Linked DNA regions of Ovis aries: region 1 is linked to region 2. A link is a contact called in public Hi-C data. All regions are on one chromosome and are shown on one strand. The core of a region is the stretch at or near the end of the contact, and the rest is flanking DNA. Distances in the headings are between cores, read along the strand shown. Region 1 overlaps LURAP1L (leucine rich adaptor protein 1 like). Region 2 holds the start of LURAP1L (leucine rich adaptor protein 1 like).

Evidence for each region. A called contact is a pair of places that touch in the nucleus more often than the background predicts.
Region 1: a Hi-C map of liver shows a contact between it and region 2, with 4 times the contacts expected there. The contact joins the enhancer-like site here to the promoter of LURAP1L in region 2. A contact is called at or near these places in 5 of 16 Hi-C or Micro-C datasets (liver, mixed tissues, skin fibroblasts and 1 more).

The regions. Positions count from the first base shown.
Region 1 is chr2:81,309,435-81,316,583 of ARS-UI_Ramb_v3.0, reverse strand. LURAP1L (leucine rich adaptor protein 1 like) reads right to left here. Exons shown (of 2, transcript XM_027964558.3): 2 at 1,310-2,048. The coding sequence ends at 1,674. Among named protein-coding and RNA genes, the nearest start is that of LURAP1L, 46 kb to the right of the region's middle. Within about 2 kb of position 4,168, at least 10 of the 54 cell types and tissues checked have an H3K27ac peak or open chromatin away from gene starts, as enhancers often do. A contact at or near this core is called in liver, where this site is marked.
Region 2 is chr2:81,262,053-81,269,445 of ARS-UI_Ramb_v3.0, reverse strand. LURAP1L (leucine rich adaptor protein 1 like) reads right to left here and starts at 2,271. Exons shown (of 2, transcript XM_027964558.3): 1 at 1,281-2,271. The coding sequence starts at 1,586.

The DNA.
Region 1 (7,149 bases), core at 2,919-5,418, 45 kb before region 2:
AAAGCAAGTAGAAAGGGGTAAAAAAATGGGGGATAGCTGGCACGTGGCCAACTCCTTGCTTCACCTATAAAAACAACACTGACTGTGGACATGTGATGTCAGGAATGGACTCAAAAACCTCAGGATTTGAGCATGTAGGTCCTACTAATTTAGAAGAAAAATGATAGGTCACTTTTTGTCATGGGTTAAGTTTGCTTTCTCATCTCCGCTTTATTATTTAACTTCCCTAAGTACCAAGTTTTATTGTTAGAATTAGACAGGTTTAAGTTTAAATCCCAATTTTGACACTTACTGGGAGATTTGACCCAGTTACCTACCTTCTTTGTGTTTCATTTTCCTCAAACACAGAAGGGAGACAATCCTGACATCTTGAGATTGTTGTTGATGAGGATTTTATCTACAATTTATGAAAAAAGGACCTGTGTGAAATATAGACCCTGTAGATCTTAATTGGAAATTGAATAATATATAACTTGGAAATAATAAATTTGACTGTGTGTAATATGTATAATAACAAAGCAAATTTGGGGGAAATTATTTCTGGAGTATGGCCATTTTTCAGTTACAAGTAGAGTTTTTGGTTCACACTGTGAAGTGTTTAGTGCAGAAACATATATCATTACAGAGAACAGTTTGAAATCTCAATTATATTTACTCATGAGGAATCATCGAGGTAAAAGAAATATAGAAGATTAATATCACATTGAAATTTTCACTACATGAATGATATTTCAGATGTCATTCCAGAAAACAAAGAAATTATTTATTCTTCTCAGAATGAAAGGATCTATTAGGTTTTGTAAGTAAATAGTGATACTACTTCTGACTTCATTCATCCATCATCCATCCATTGTATAAATCTATGTTTTTATATATCCTATAATTGTAAAATGCTTATAGTAAACATCAACAAAATCTTAGAATACAATAAATCTAGGATACCTTAACCTCTAATCACCTTCTTACTTAATTTCAGTTATTCTTTGAAATTTGGGAGAATCATATATTTAATTACACAAATTTGTCTACAGCTTGAGTTAGAATCACTGGTGACAAAATGATCATCTACAGTATGAACACAAAGTTGAACCGAATAGATTCCATAGAGTTGGGGCTTCCTAATGGTTCTCATGAGAAGTGTGTGGTTGACGGTATTATTGATTTCACACTAGGAACTTGTGGCCTCAAAATAATGCCTAACTTAGTCCCAAGCATGTTGTCCAACCTAATATAAAAACAGTAACAAACCTCAGTGTCTTCTGGAAAACAAACCTTTGAATCATTTAAGAATACAGACAACAAAATCAACTATTATCAGACTTTGGTTTATTGTAAAATTTAGCGAAGTTTATCTTGTAATCCCTGACCCCTTGCTCTGAAAACAAAAGCAAAGATATAATTATTGCTTATTCTTTTCCCCCTACTTTATTTGTGCCACTGTGAAAGAAGGGAGAAAAATCATCGTAATAAATAGACTTAAGAGAGAAAGAGAAATCAGTCCGGATGAGAAATACTAGGAGCAATAGAAATACCATCAAGCCATTCAAAATAAGCTTCCTTTTAAAAGGTTGTCGTACTTAAAAAAAAAAAAATTCACACCAAAAATATAGCAGCGGAGAAGGAGGATAAATACAAGTTAATTGCACACCAATCCCATGCATAAAACTGGGGCATTAGCCAAAGCAGTAGTATTCAGAATCCAATTTGGGACGCTTGTACAGTGCATGTGAGTCCCCTATGACTGAACTGTCACTGAACTGGTCCAAGTCTGAGGGGGTGTGGTGGCCTGGGACATCATCTGCCAAAGTGTCCAGGTAGCTCCCAACGGAGATGCCGTCTAGCCCGTCACTGCCATCGTGGAGGCTGGTGCAGCTGCCATGTAAGGAGGTGCTCTGGCTCTCCAGTAAGCTGCACAGGCTGCCACTCAGACTGCTGCCTCGGCTGGTGATGGTGGCTTTCTCTTCAATCATCCACTTGATGGACTCGATGCTCTCGTTGATGAAGAGCAACTGGCGCATGAGCTTCCCGTCTGTGGCTCTGAGGTTAACCTGTGGAGGGCAGGGAGAGGGGAGAGACCTGCCAGTTATTCTGTGTTCTTGAAAGACCCCAGAGTCATTTAAATTCTGCCTCCTGCAGTCCATCATTTTACATTCAGAGAATAAAATACAAAGTTACTTGAGCACAGGATCTTTTTGAAAACTGCTTACAAAGGGTAGGAGTCATACTCAAAGAACTCACCTCCTTCCAGCCCTAACAGGCTCTGAAAGGGACTATAAACTCTCACTGCATCTCTGACCCTCACCAAGCTACCTGGAAATATCCTATTGAATGACAGATTCTGTCCAGAGACTTGTTCTGTCTATGCCCAGATTGTTTGTTGTTGTTTTAGTTGCTTAGCTGTGTCTGACTCTTTCGTGACCCCATGGACCGTAGTCCTCTATGCATGTGATTTCCCAGGCAACAATACTAGAGTGGGTTGCCATTTCCTTCTCCAGGGGATCTTCCTAACCCAGGGATTGAACCTGTGTCTCCTGCATTGGCAGGCAGAATTCTTTACCACTGAGCCACCAGGGAAGCTCAGATTTAATAGTTTATCCTTGTTAATTGAGAGTATGTGTACGGATATTGAGAGAAGGGGGGATAGGAATCTGTAGAAATTAAGGAATCATCATCATCATTGTAGCAGCTCCTATTTTTGAGAGATTATGTCACAAACACCATTTATAAAAGCTCAACACGCATTATATTGGGTTGGCCAAAAAGTTTGTTCAGGTTTTTTGATGTTATGGAAAAACCCAAGCGAACATTCGGTCAACTCAATGATAACCCTGTGCCTTATGTATTATTATTTTTATCCCTCTTTTATAGATGAAGAAACTGAAATCTGAAAATAAAAAATTAAGAGTACAGAAAATGTCTGCACCTTTTATGACTATACTGACAAATATGTAGTGCTGAGTAATGCTTTCATGTTTAACAGGAACCAAATTGTTTCAATATTTCCTGAATCCAAGAGGCTGATAAATGAGGCTGATCTACTTTACACGATGAAGTGTACAAGTATTTTCTGTAGATTTCATTATTTCCTTCAGATGTGTCAAGAGCAGCTCCAATCAAAACTGGGATATGAGACTGGGACAGTTCCCTTAAATGACTTCTAGGTATGTAGTCTTTCTAATGGTTTTAAATTACTTCAGAGAAATCTGTCTTCTTAGTTACAAAGCAGAATTTCTCTGTAGGCCCTTCAGTTCAACAGGAATATCTGTTAACATGAAGGGTGTTTCTGAAGGAAGTAGGGGGAGAGACGCTACAAGATAGCCCTTGTTCTGGTTGGAATTGAAGAGATAAGGCTCCTGCAGAGATTCCGGTGGACTGGACTGTGAGGCAAGGACAGATTTAGCCACCAGAGGTCCTAGTCACATTCATCAGGGTTTAAATGAAATTCCAGGTTTTTTCACCTGAGGTCTTTTAACCCAGGAGACTGGACCTTGCTTATTCTCTCTTGAACACACAGGAGAATTCAGATTTGCGCGTTTCTAGAATTATCCAAGGCACTCAGTTGTGAGTGACTCAAGTCAGAAGAGAGAAAGAAGCTTATATATGCATTTATATTGTAAATGTATTTCTAGGAAACAATCCATCTCTGAAAGGGAACTTTGGATTGAGTGAATGTGACAGATAGCCATTAGGAGAGATGAAATTTCTAGGATGACTTCAGAGATTTAAGATTGCAGGTAAACTACATGTGTACTACATATGTATACAAATGCTCACGTATGTATGTATGAAGTATGAAGTATAATTTAAAACCTGTTAATCTATCTAGGATATTAAATAAAGTGACTTAGGAGACTGCCTTATCTTCTCTAAGAAGTGTACCAAAAATTCTTAGGCAGTCAGCAAGGAAAATCAATTTTCTCTGAGCCATTCATGAACAGAGCTTAGTAAGTCTTGAGATGGTTTTCTATTTGTGGTGTTGTCTCAGTGACCTTGCTTTAAGGTTGTGTGGGGGAAGGAGGTTTTGTGGCAATTTTTTATATTTGAATTTACCCCCACACCCTATGAGTCATCAAAATACTGTTCAAATTACAAGTAATACAACAAATATTTACAAATCATCAACAATTTGCTTACGTCCACAGAGGAGCCAGGAAAATCAATAGAAGTCAAAGTCCTACAAAATTGTTCAGTTAAGCATCTGTAGCCGATAAAACATGCTGTGCCCATTGTAGGCACAGTGCAATGGAAGTGTGACCATTTCCCAATAGCTCCCCAAATGAATCACAGCTGCATTTGTTCACATTCCCACCCTGTCCTGTCAGAATGTTCCTGCGCATGCCCAGATCTGGACATATTCCCTGTTACTCCCTTCACTTGAAATACTTGACTGTTTTCCCTTCCAAATCCTCCCCATTCTTGAAGTCCTAATTCTTCCGTGAAGTATCTCTTCTGCTGGCCTGTTTACCCTCTACTGTATAGTTTGTATCTGACAATCTACCTTAATTGTGTACACTTATGTTGCTACCTATTATTGTGTCTTTCAGCTGTTTCTTCAGCTAAGCTTGCAGTTCCTTAAAAAAGCCATGTCTTACGTTTTGTCCGTCTCTTATGGTCTGTTTTAAGGATGGATTGATTTTGCGGAGGGGAAATAGTCGCAATTTTAGGGTCTGAGAAAGTTCAGCCCTTAAGACAATGATGCACATTCCCAGCAACTGTGTCACTGGAGGGCTAAAACATACTTACACTTTTTTCCAGCAGTTTTTGTCTGAGCTACACAGTGGCTACATCACATAAGAAGTGTTCACTTTTGTTGAGCAATATGAATGAGAGGGGAGTACACTCTGAAGTAACAAAAGCTTCCTTTGACCATGAAATGATTTATTTAAATAAAAAAATTCTTTTCTTCTGAAAGCAAACATTCACAGGCCATTGAACCACTGTAGGGGAAAATATGACGAAAGCAAGTCACTAAGAACGTGTTGGTCCGGCTGATAATGATTACCCACTTAACTGCATCTAACCCTGTGTCCTCCTGGGGAGAGAGTAAACAGCTTCCCACCGTGGGAGCCCTGAGCCATTCGGTTCCCATGGCTGTCTGCCTGTCACCTGGCACTCCACCTAATAGTGCTTTCTCCTGGAATTAAGGTGCAGTTATGCTCCTCCTGATGAACCTTCGAAGCAGGAACGATCCACCACCAGGACTAAATCACCATGTGGCTGCTGTCTCCAGCAGCTGCCCTGCCTTCCCTCACTGTCATGCACACCAGTCCTTAGGAAGTCTGCCCATCCATTCAGAAGACAGCAGTCTTGCCCAGTGGGCAGAAACCTGTGTGGTTTTCTCACTTGAGGTCTTACAAGATCCCAGGACGTTTCTCTGAGGACAGTGGTTGTTGGGAGGACTTCCTCATGGTCTGAGTCTAAGTGACCCTTCCTTGGAGAGCCCCTTCCTGATCAATCATAGTATCTAATTCTTATGCTTAGTTGTATACAGCATTTCTATATTTTTATATTCCCTTCATAATACTTATGACTAATGGAAATCATCCTACTTATTACTTGTTTACTTTTTATTTTCTGTCTCCCATATGAGCATGTAAGCCATCACAGAGGGCAGGGGTCTTGGTCTGTCCTGTTCACCACTGTGCCCAAGACCTCTAAGAGTGCTTAACGCAGAGTGGATGTACAAGTCTTATTTGTCCAAGGCCTGAATGATTGCCATAAGCTGAACCATCTGTCAAGAATGCTCCTCCCTTGAGTTTTGCTATAAGTCAGTAATATCATAGGGCTTCCCTAGTGGCTTAGATGGTTAAGAATCTGCCTGCAATATGGGAGACCCAGGTTCAATCCCTGCATTGGGAAGATCCCCTGGAGAAGGGAATGGCAACCCACTCCAGTGTTCTTGCCTGAAGAATCCCATGGCAGAGGAGTCCATGGGGTCACAAAGTGTCGGACACAGATGACCGACTAACACTTGCTAGTGATACAGTGCTTGAGGGGAAAGAACAAGGTAGCAAGAAAGAGCTCTGCAGTATTACAGCATTCCAAGCATGAAATCCCACTCTCACCGATTCACAGAGTTCAAACACTGAGTAACTAGGTCAAAGTTATTCCCAGCTTAAATATACAAGTTACAACATAGTATCTCTGAAAGGAAGTGGGCTTCACATGTAAATCACACTCCAAGCATTATTCTATAAACACTTAGTGAAAGAAATTAAACAAAGGGAACAAACAAATAGGATGCTACCAAAAAATATTTTTTGTAAGGTTTGCATTAATTGATCCAAAGAGATGTCAATGTCCTTTCCTCTTTTCCTCTTCACTTGTCACCTCTGGCCCTTAGTTATTGCAGTGCAGCCCATCTTCATAATTAATAAGCCTCTCATGCTTTGAAACTGTAGCATAATAGGTCTCTCAACTCTAGACAGAATGGAGACTGAAATTTCATGTCAATTATGATCAGAGAACTGGTATATAGAAGAACTTAATGGGGGGGGGTCTTGAAAAGCAAATATTCTTAATAATAAACTTTTCCAGATCTATGTTTTTGTCCAATGTATCATTTTACTACTACAAAATTACAAAGGTTATGAATTGTCTCACTGGAATCCAAGAAAGAGAGAATACAGTCATGCTTTCACTTCATCATGAAGTTGCCAAATAAATTGACTTCTTTGGTGGTGGTGTATAAGGAACCCAGGGCAGAGCTCTGGCCTGTCATTGTTACAGTCTACCTTTGGGCAAGGTGACTTGGCATATACAATCTTCTTATATAAGAAGAAGAATCCTGGGGATTAATTTTGAGCTCTGGTGAGCTCCTGGACTCAATAGACATAGTAAAGCAGTCTGTGAACAAAGTCTTATTTCTGCCCAATATTTAAAATGTAATTCAGCAGAGAAATCCACATATACTTTTCTCTGCTCTCTGTATTTAGGTTTCATTGAAAATGTTATAGGAAGATTCTGTAGATCAGATCATCTCAGGATTTCCCTTCACTCTTAACAGTCTCTGATTGTCATTCCTGTGGCCGTTTGATTACTAAATTGTTTCTGCTGTGAGAGAATCATTCAAGCCATACAGGAGACAGAGCAATTAATTTACTGCTCCATTTCTGGCAAATTACTTAGCTAGTAAAAGCTCATGGCTAA
Region 2 (7,393 bases), core at 1,022-3,521:
GTGCATTCCAGTTGGGAAGAAAATGAATACTTGAGGCATAAAAAGTAAAGTTCTTAAGTAGACCAGCTTAAGAGATCTTAAGAGAGGTTTTTGGAGCCCTTTTGTTGATAGTGTGGTAAAAATTCTGAATGTAGGACATGATCTCTGAAGAATGGCTTTTTGTACAAATATGTTTGCCAAGATTACTTTATGCTGTGGAATTTATTCCCTCCCAGAGTTCCAACTGCAAAAAGAGAGGAGCTAGGGTAACACTACCGGTTACTTCTTTTCCATGCAAAGCCCCTATAGATAGGATGTATGTAGAAGTGGCTGAGGCTCCTGTTGTTACTTTCCTCATTTCCAAGCTGGTGGGAAATGCGGTTTTGTGGTGTGGTCATCTTAAAAGGATTTGGGAAGGAATCACTTCCTCCAACCAGTTCATTGTGAAAAATAAACCGAGGTCCAGAGAGGTTAAGTAATTTGCCCGAGTTCACGGCAAGTAAATAAAGTGTCTCTCTCTAAGTACATCCGGAATAACAAGTATTCTAGGACCCTTGTTAGCCCCATTGTCCTATTCTTAGGCTAACGTTTGCAAACAGCACAGAAAACAATTGCAGATTGAGGACTGAGGGGGAAGGGTAGGAAGTGGTTATTAGCAAATCCCTGGGCCTGGGGATCACCTGCTCTTTCGGATCAACCGTGAAACAAGCTATTCATGAGGACATCGAGGACGACTGAGCCATTGTTTTCAGAACCAGCATTGGGGAATCAGCTCCACAGTGGCTTGGGGGTTGCACCAAAGGGCGGGAGCAGCAGTGGTGTAAGAGGAGTGAGCCAGGAAGAAGGGCTGCAGGGACCCCGCCGCGCCACCTTTCGGCAAACCAGGAAGTGTTTTTGCAGTAAGCACGACGGACCGACCCACGTTTGGAAACGAAAGTGTAAACGGCAGACAGAAGGCCCCTGATGCCTGCAGTAACTGCAGACCCTCGGGCGGGTTTACGCCTGGGAGGCTGTGGACCGGCAGCTGAATGGTCAGAGCCGGTAGCAGCGAGTTGGCTTCAGAAAGTACACAGAGCAGGGCAGGCTTTCCGGTCTTAGCGAACTGCGGCTCAGCAAAGTCTCCCGTAAACAAGCTTCCTGCAGCTACATCCATATGTGCGCCCGCTGCGCGCCCCTCTCACCAGTGTTTCCCACGCACTCAGCCCTCTGCTCGGCCGCCCCAGTCGCCCTCTCTCCCCTGCTCCACCTCCCGGGTCTTGCTGCCCGGGTTCCCACTCCCACAGCCGGCGCACCACACTCACCATCTCTTGCCTGAGGAGGTGAAGCTTGGTTTCCAGCCTCTCCAGGGTGCTACTGGAGTGGCTGGGTCGTGGGGAGCCAGAGGTTGGGGAGGATGAAGAGGAGGACGACAAGGAGAGAGGGAAACTGCAGCAGCTGCTGCTGCTGCTGCAACCGCTGCCGCCGCCCCCGCTCCCCCCTCTGGGGTCTCTGTCCCTCTCCGGGGGAACCGGCTCCTCCCCACGGAGCGAGCGCACTAGGCTCTCGGGCACTTTGCGTCCCAGCTTCAGCTCGATGTCTCTGAGGTCGGGCAGCGGGCCGTCTTCCATGACTTTTCAAGAACGATAAAAATGGTAATAAAATACCACCGATGAGAGTCAGCAGCGGCCTCCAAGGCTGCCTGGAGATCGGCACACCCCTTCCGAGCCCGGGTGTCTATCCTCCGTGGTTCAAATGCACTGTCCACTCCATAGCCGCCTGCGCGCGGTTTAAGTCCTGAAATCCGCACAGGACGCGGCGGGTCGCAGCCGCAGTTCCCGGGGCGCTGTGACTCGCCCAGCACTTACGAGATTATAAAGCCCTCTTCATCCTCTTCCTTTTTGGCCACCCCACTGCAAAGTTGAGTTAATTGATATTGCAGAGAGGGGGAAATTCCGAGTGCTAGAGACCAAAAGACAAGAGAGGGAAATGTCTGTTTCAGCTCTATTGGGGGAAAAATTCACGTTATAAAACTGTCCATTCACATCCCAGCGCCATTCACCGACTGCCCATCTGGTACCCTGCGACACAAAATAATGATGTGGCCACACTCCAGGGTTGTTTCATTTCCCAGCCATATGTCTTCAAGCTTTGGTATATTCTGGATTATCAGAAATAATTTCTGGTCCATGAGAGAAGAGGTCTGTCGTGTGCCCAGACACATTAAAAAAAAAAAAAAGTTTGCTTAACAGTTTAACGGCTTCCTCAATGCTGCAGAAATTCCCATCTCCCCATTTACGCTGTTAGATCCAAGTCATTGTGTTCCTCCAAGCCTCGGAAACTTTAAACTCTGCTGGCAGGTGGACCAAACCAGGGCCAACCCTTGTACCGTAAAGCATAGGCAAGAAGAGCAACAGAAAATTTCCCACCCCTGCTGCTCCCTGTAGTTTCAAAGTCCTGTCTTAGTTGAAAGCACCTACACTTTGATTAGACTTAAAGGTTCAGTTTTTCAAAATTGCCGGGTAACTACAACGTCTAGAACTGGTAACAAATATTGGGGGCAGAAAAATGTCTTTAACTATAGTATCATTCCCCATCCCTCATCTTCCTATATGGCAAAAATTTTGCTTCAGAGAAGCCTTTCCTAATAATTTTGTACTAATGTAAGGTGTAATAATTCCACCAAAAGTTCATTGAGAGTGTACAACCAAAGTTAATCGTCTTATCAAACGTTACACTATGGCAGCACAAGCAAATGTGAAAAATTAAATAGCCAGAATAATCTATATGATTACTGAGTGGTAGATTTTAAAAGGGGAAAGTTGCTGGTATACTTTTACCTTAATTATGGAGGAAGAATATTGAATCTAACTGGTAAAAAGTTGTCTTTGGTAATTTATCTTTTTTTTTTTTTTCCAGCTATTTAAAAGAAACCCAAAGCATGCCGTCTATGGATCTGAGATACTTCTACCAAATAAGTTATTATGAACTCTGTGGATTATGGTTTTGATTTAACATTGAATTTGTGTTAAGAATCTTCAAGCAGAGGGTACTGTTTTTCAGTCTACTAAACTACTATTTGGGATTACATTAGGATTTTTCAAAATAGGGATCCCTCTCTTTCTGGGACAAATAAGTACTTGTGTTCTTGGTCTTTCCCAGAAATATCACTCAGGTTTTACACTTATGAGAGCATGGGCAGCTACATCTCAGAGTATGTTTTTAGCAGAGCCATATCCAAGAAGCCTAAGGATAGAAAATAGGCCTTCTCAGTAAAATATTTCATATCGAGGAGAAAGTTGCTAAAGTTCTCTTGTCAGCATGTCAGAAATTATAGGTTATTTCTTCTCTTAGAAAGAGATGAAATAAAAAGCTGTAAATTAAGTGACTCAATCAAAGGGGGAAAAAACTAAATCTCACCTCACTGATAAAACTTCATGCTTTGTCCTATATTTGGAAAACCACAAGATCATTGGGTAGCAATTATAACAAAGAGGTTTTTTTTTCTTTTTTAATATTTTTTGTCATAAAGCCCTTACGAAGTTCAGCATAGGACTGGTTGAGAAAAGTAGCATACAAACACAGTATCTAACTTGAACTTGGTCCATAAAAATAGTTTATCTTTAAATTATTATCGATGTAATTGTACAAAAGAGGAACACCTCTTTGCTGTGAGTCAAAGACAATAAAACGTGTGTTTGATACTAAAGGTAATTAAAAAATAGAAAATGGTTTTCTTCTGTTTTAGATTTCTGCAGAGAAAGCATCTCCAGAAGTAAAAATATGATCTATATGTAATTTAATACTTTGTGCCAGTGCAATATAAAACAAACATAAACTTTTTAGGAAAAGTTTAATTATGTTATACCTTTAAAATTTCTCATTAATGCTTTATGACATTTTAGTTTAAAATAGAGATGTTTTGAATGACAAAATGATCATTTTCAAAACGTGTTAGAATCACAGTAGTCTTAGTAGGCTACTAATAGATTGTATGAACGCTGTCACTACTGCTTTATTTGGTTTGATCTGAGGACATTCCTTATCTAAAATGTTCAAAAATAAGGGTCTTTTTTACTTTGGGGTCTTGAGAATATTTTGTTTTCAAGATTTTTCTATGATGAAAAAAAATGTGTTAGAGCTTTAACTAATTGCTGTTAGCCCTATATCACACATTGATTTGGGGGATTAGTTGACAAGAACTGCAGTACTGGGTCTAGGATGCAGGCTGAGGAGGAAGTAAGGTCATCAACAAGAAGAGGGCACATGGGGAGTAAAGAGAAAAAAAATAGGAGCGAAAAACTCTTCAGAGCAATTTTTTTTTTCCTGTATTTCGCTAAGCCCTCAGTCTTAGCAGTGCTGACTTCCTACCCCTGCTTTTCTCATCCGTCTCCAACCTCCTCTTATTTCCATAATTGATTGTATCTTCCAGCAACAACCTAAATTCAGGATGTGTCCCCAAGCCTAACATATTAAAAAGTAAAATCCTAAAAGTTAGGATTACTGTATTATTTGTATTTGTAATATAATTTTCTAGACCCAGACTACTTGATTATATGCATCCTTTATCTGACTGCATTATATATGAGCTGTATTTGCCCTTTGTCTGTTTAAATGCCTAAGGAATCTAGGACTTCCCTGGTGGTTCAGATGGTAAAGAATCCACCTGCAATTCAGGAGACCTGAGTTTGATCCCTGGGTAGGGAAGATCCCCTGGAGAAGGGAATGGCGAAACACTAGGTATTCTGGCCTGAAGAATTTCATGGACAGAGGAGTCTGGTAGGCTACCATCCATGAAGTTGCAAAGAGTCAGACACTACTGAGCAACTAGCTAGGAGTCTAAGAATGGTCATTAAACTATGGGGAACTTTAAGAGACTGGGTTTCTTCCCTAGTTGGATTATGTTCACAGAGAAAGAAAGAGAGCCTTTTATTTATTATCATTAAAAAAAATCCAGTAGCTAATGAAGTGGGAACATTGTTGAACTCAGAAGACAAGTTTTAAAAGAATGCCTTAGTCACAAAAACAGAGTGATGTGATGTAAGCTTCACACATTCCACCCTTAGAACACTTCCTGGTATGAGACAGTGTTTAGGGCAAAAGTACACTCTCTAAGACTGTGTATGTTGTGAGTAATGTCACTCTTTAATCTGCTGCTGGCCTTGTGGTGAAAGGGGAAAAATAAAAAAGGCCTTCTACCTTCTCTCTGTCACTGATTGGAAGTTTTCAGCTTTCCCAGCTCTGCCAGCACAGAGTTCAAGGATTAGGACAAAGTCTCTAACCTGAGATTCTACTCCCCACAGTTCAGAGGAATATCAAGCAGTTAACAGCCTCAGGTTACCTTTAATAATTTTAGGAAGTATCTTTTATACTTAATGGGTGTGGGGTTCTTTAAATCTTTGTTGTAAATGTGTAGAGGTGTTGTTCCTCTTTTTGTTGTTGTTGTTCAGCTGATTATGTGTTTAACAAGGAAGGTGTCAGCAAAACTGAAGACTGTTGATCTTACTCATTACATATCTGCTAAAGCTGCAAAGATTTTTCCCTGCCTGTTTATTGTCATTCAATTTGTGTATAATTTTGTAGCTGAGTTGGGTCTGTTTATCAAGTAAAATCATCTGGTTTGTTACCAACTTGAACAACATGTGTATTCTCTATATATCCATCTAATATATTTCTGAAATCTCTTCCTAAGAAGCATAGATCCTTTAAATAGTACTCTGATTGGAATCTAATTAATATTTATAACCAGAGCTAAACACTTGCCTGAGAGGTTCACTAGACAATGCTAAAGTAGGTCACCAGCATTTAAGTCTGTCTTATCCCCTCTTCATAATCCCTGTCAAACCTCTCTGCCTTCAGTGTTTGTAATAGAGTCTTTTATTTCCTTTTACTTGATGTCCTAAACTCTGAATTTCTACTGAATGGTGCATAGCAGGGCCCAGAAAATAGATATCTTTAATAAACCTAATTTGCTCTTTTCTTCTGTAGCCATAGCAGTTTGAATGGACTTAAAGGCTGTTTCAGTGGAGTGCTGGTAAATGTTTATAATTAGCTGTTTGAAAATATAGAAATAGCTGACTTGTAGCTTTTGACAGTTTTCATAGTGTAAATATTTCTACCATAGCTGATTTCAAGCTTCCAGTGTGAGTTGGAAAAAAATGGGCAGTAGTACATTTTTTTCCCTACTGTTTCCATTGAACAGATAAATTGATATAAGTAGTGTCAAGAGCACGGATTGTAGTAAATTGTAGTCAAATAATTAGGAAGTGATGAGTTTTGATATTCGTTACCTTTGTCTTAGTATAATTCACCTAATTTAAAGCTTATACAATGTAACTTTTAAAATTATGGCTGTGTTTAGCAATTGGCTAACAAAATTCCAATTGGTTGCTATAAACTGGTATGGGCTGGCTCCGGTGTATGGGCTGGCTCCGGTGTACCTGTGTCTCATAAAATCCTGGGGGATGGTCATTAATTATAGTTAAGAGATAAAAACTAAAACCAGAGAAAGAAGTGCAGCTTTAAATCTAAGGGCTGGGTAAAGTGGTAATGGGAAAGTGAGTCCTGACGTTGGAGCCAGAAGTTTAGAGGACTCATAAAACTGTGTTGGTTTCCTGGAGCTGCTTAACAACACAAATGGAGAGGCTTGAAACAGAATTGTCTTACAGTTCTGAGAATAAGAAGTCCAAAATCAAGGTTGACAGAGCCATAAGGCCTCTGGAGAGTTTAGGAAATGATCCTTCCTCGCCTCTTCCAGCTTCTGGTAGCCCTGCATATTCCTTGGATAGCATAACTCCAATCTCGGCCTCAGTCATCACATGGCTATCTTCCTTCTGTGTCTGTATCTCAATTTCTCTCTGCTTGTAGGAGGTCAGTCATTTTGGGTTAAGGACCCATCCTACTCAAGTATATCTTCACTTAGCAAAATAAAACAGTAACAACTGTATCCCCAAATAAAGTCACATTCTGAGGGATGATTGTTCAACTCCCAGAGATACTGAAGGACAGGGGAGCCTGGTGTGCTGCAGTCCATGGGGTTGCGAAGACTTGAACATGACTGCGTGACTAAATGGCAGTGTGATAGGGCTAGGATTTCAACATAGCTTTTCCAGCGACACAATTCAACCCATAACACTGTGAAATAATGTCTGGTCTTACAGATTTGCTTCAGGCATGAGGCTGTGAATCACATGAAAGAACTGGAAATTTATTTTTATTTGGTACTTTTTTATTTTTGGTAGTGATGTATAGAGGTCACCTTAAAGGTGAAAAGCCACAGAAAGGAAATAGTTAAAGGACTCTTTCCCTTCTATTAATAATCACTTATGAGTTAGATAATAACAGCTATTAATTAGCTTTTATAGACTAGGAAACTTTGATCACTGAAACATCCTGATCTTGAAATGGCATAGTCTTTGACATAATTCATATAATCCAC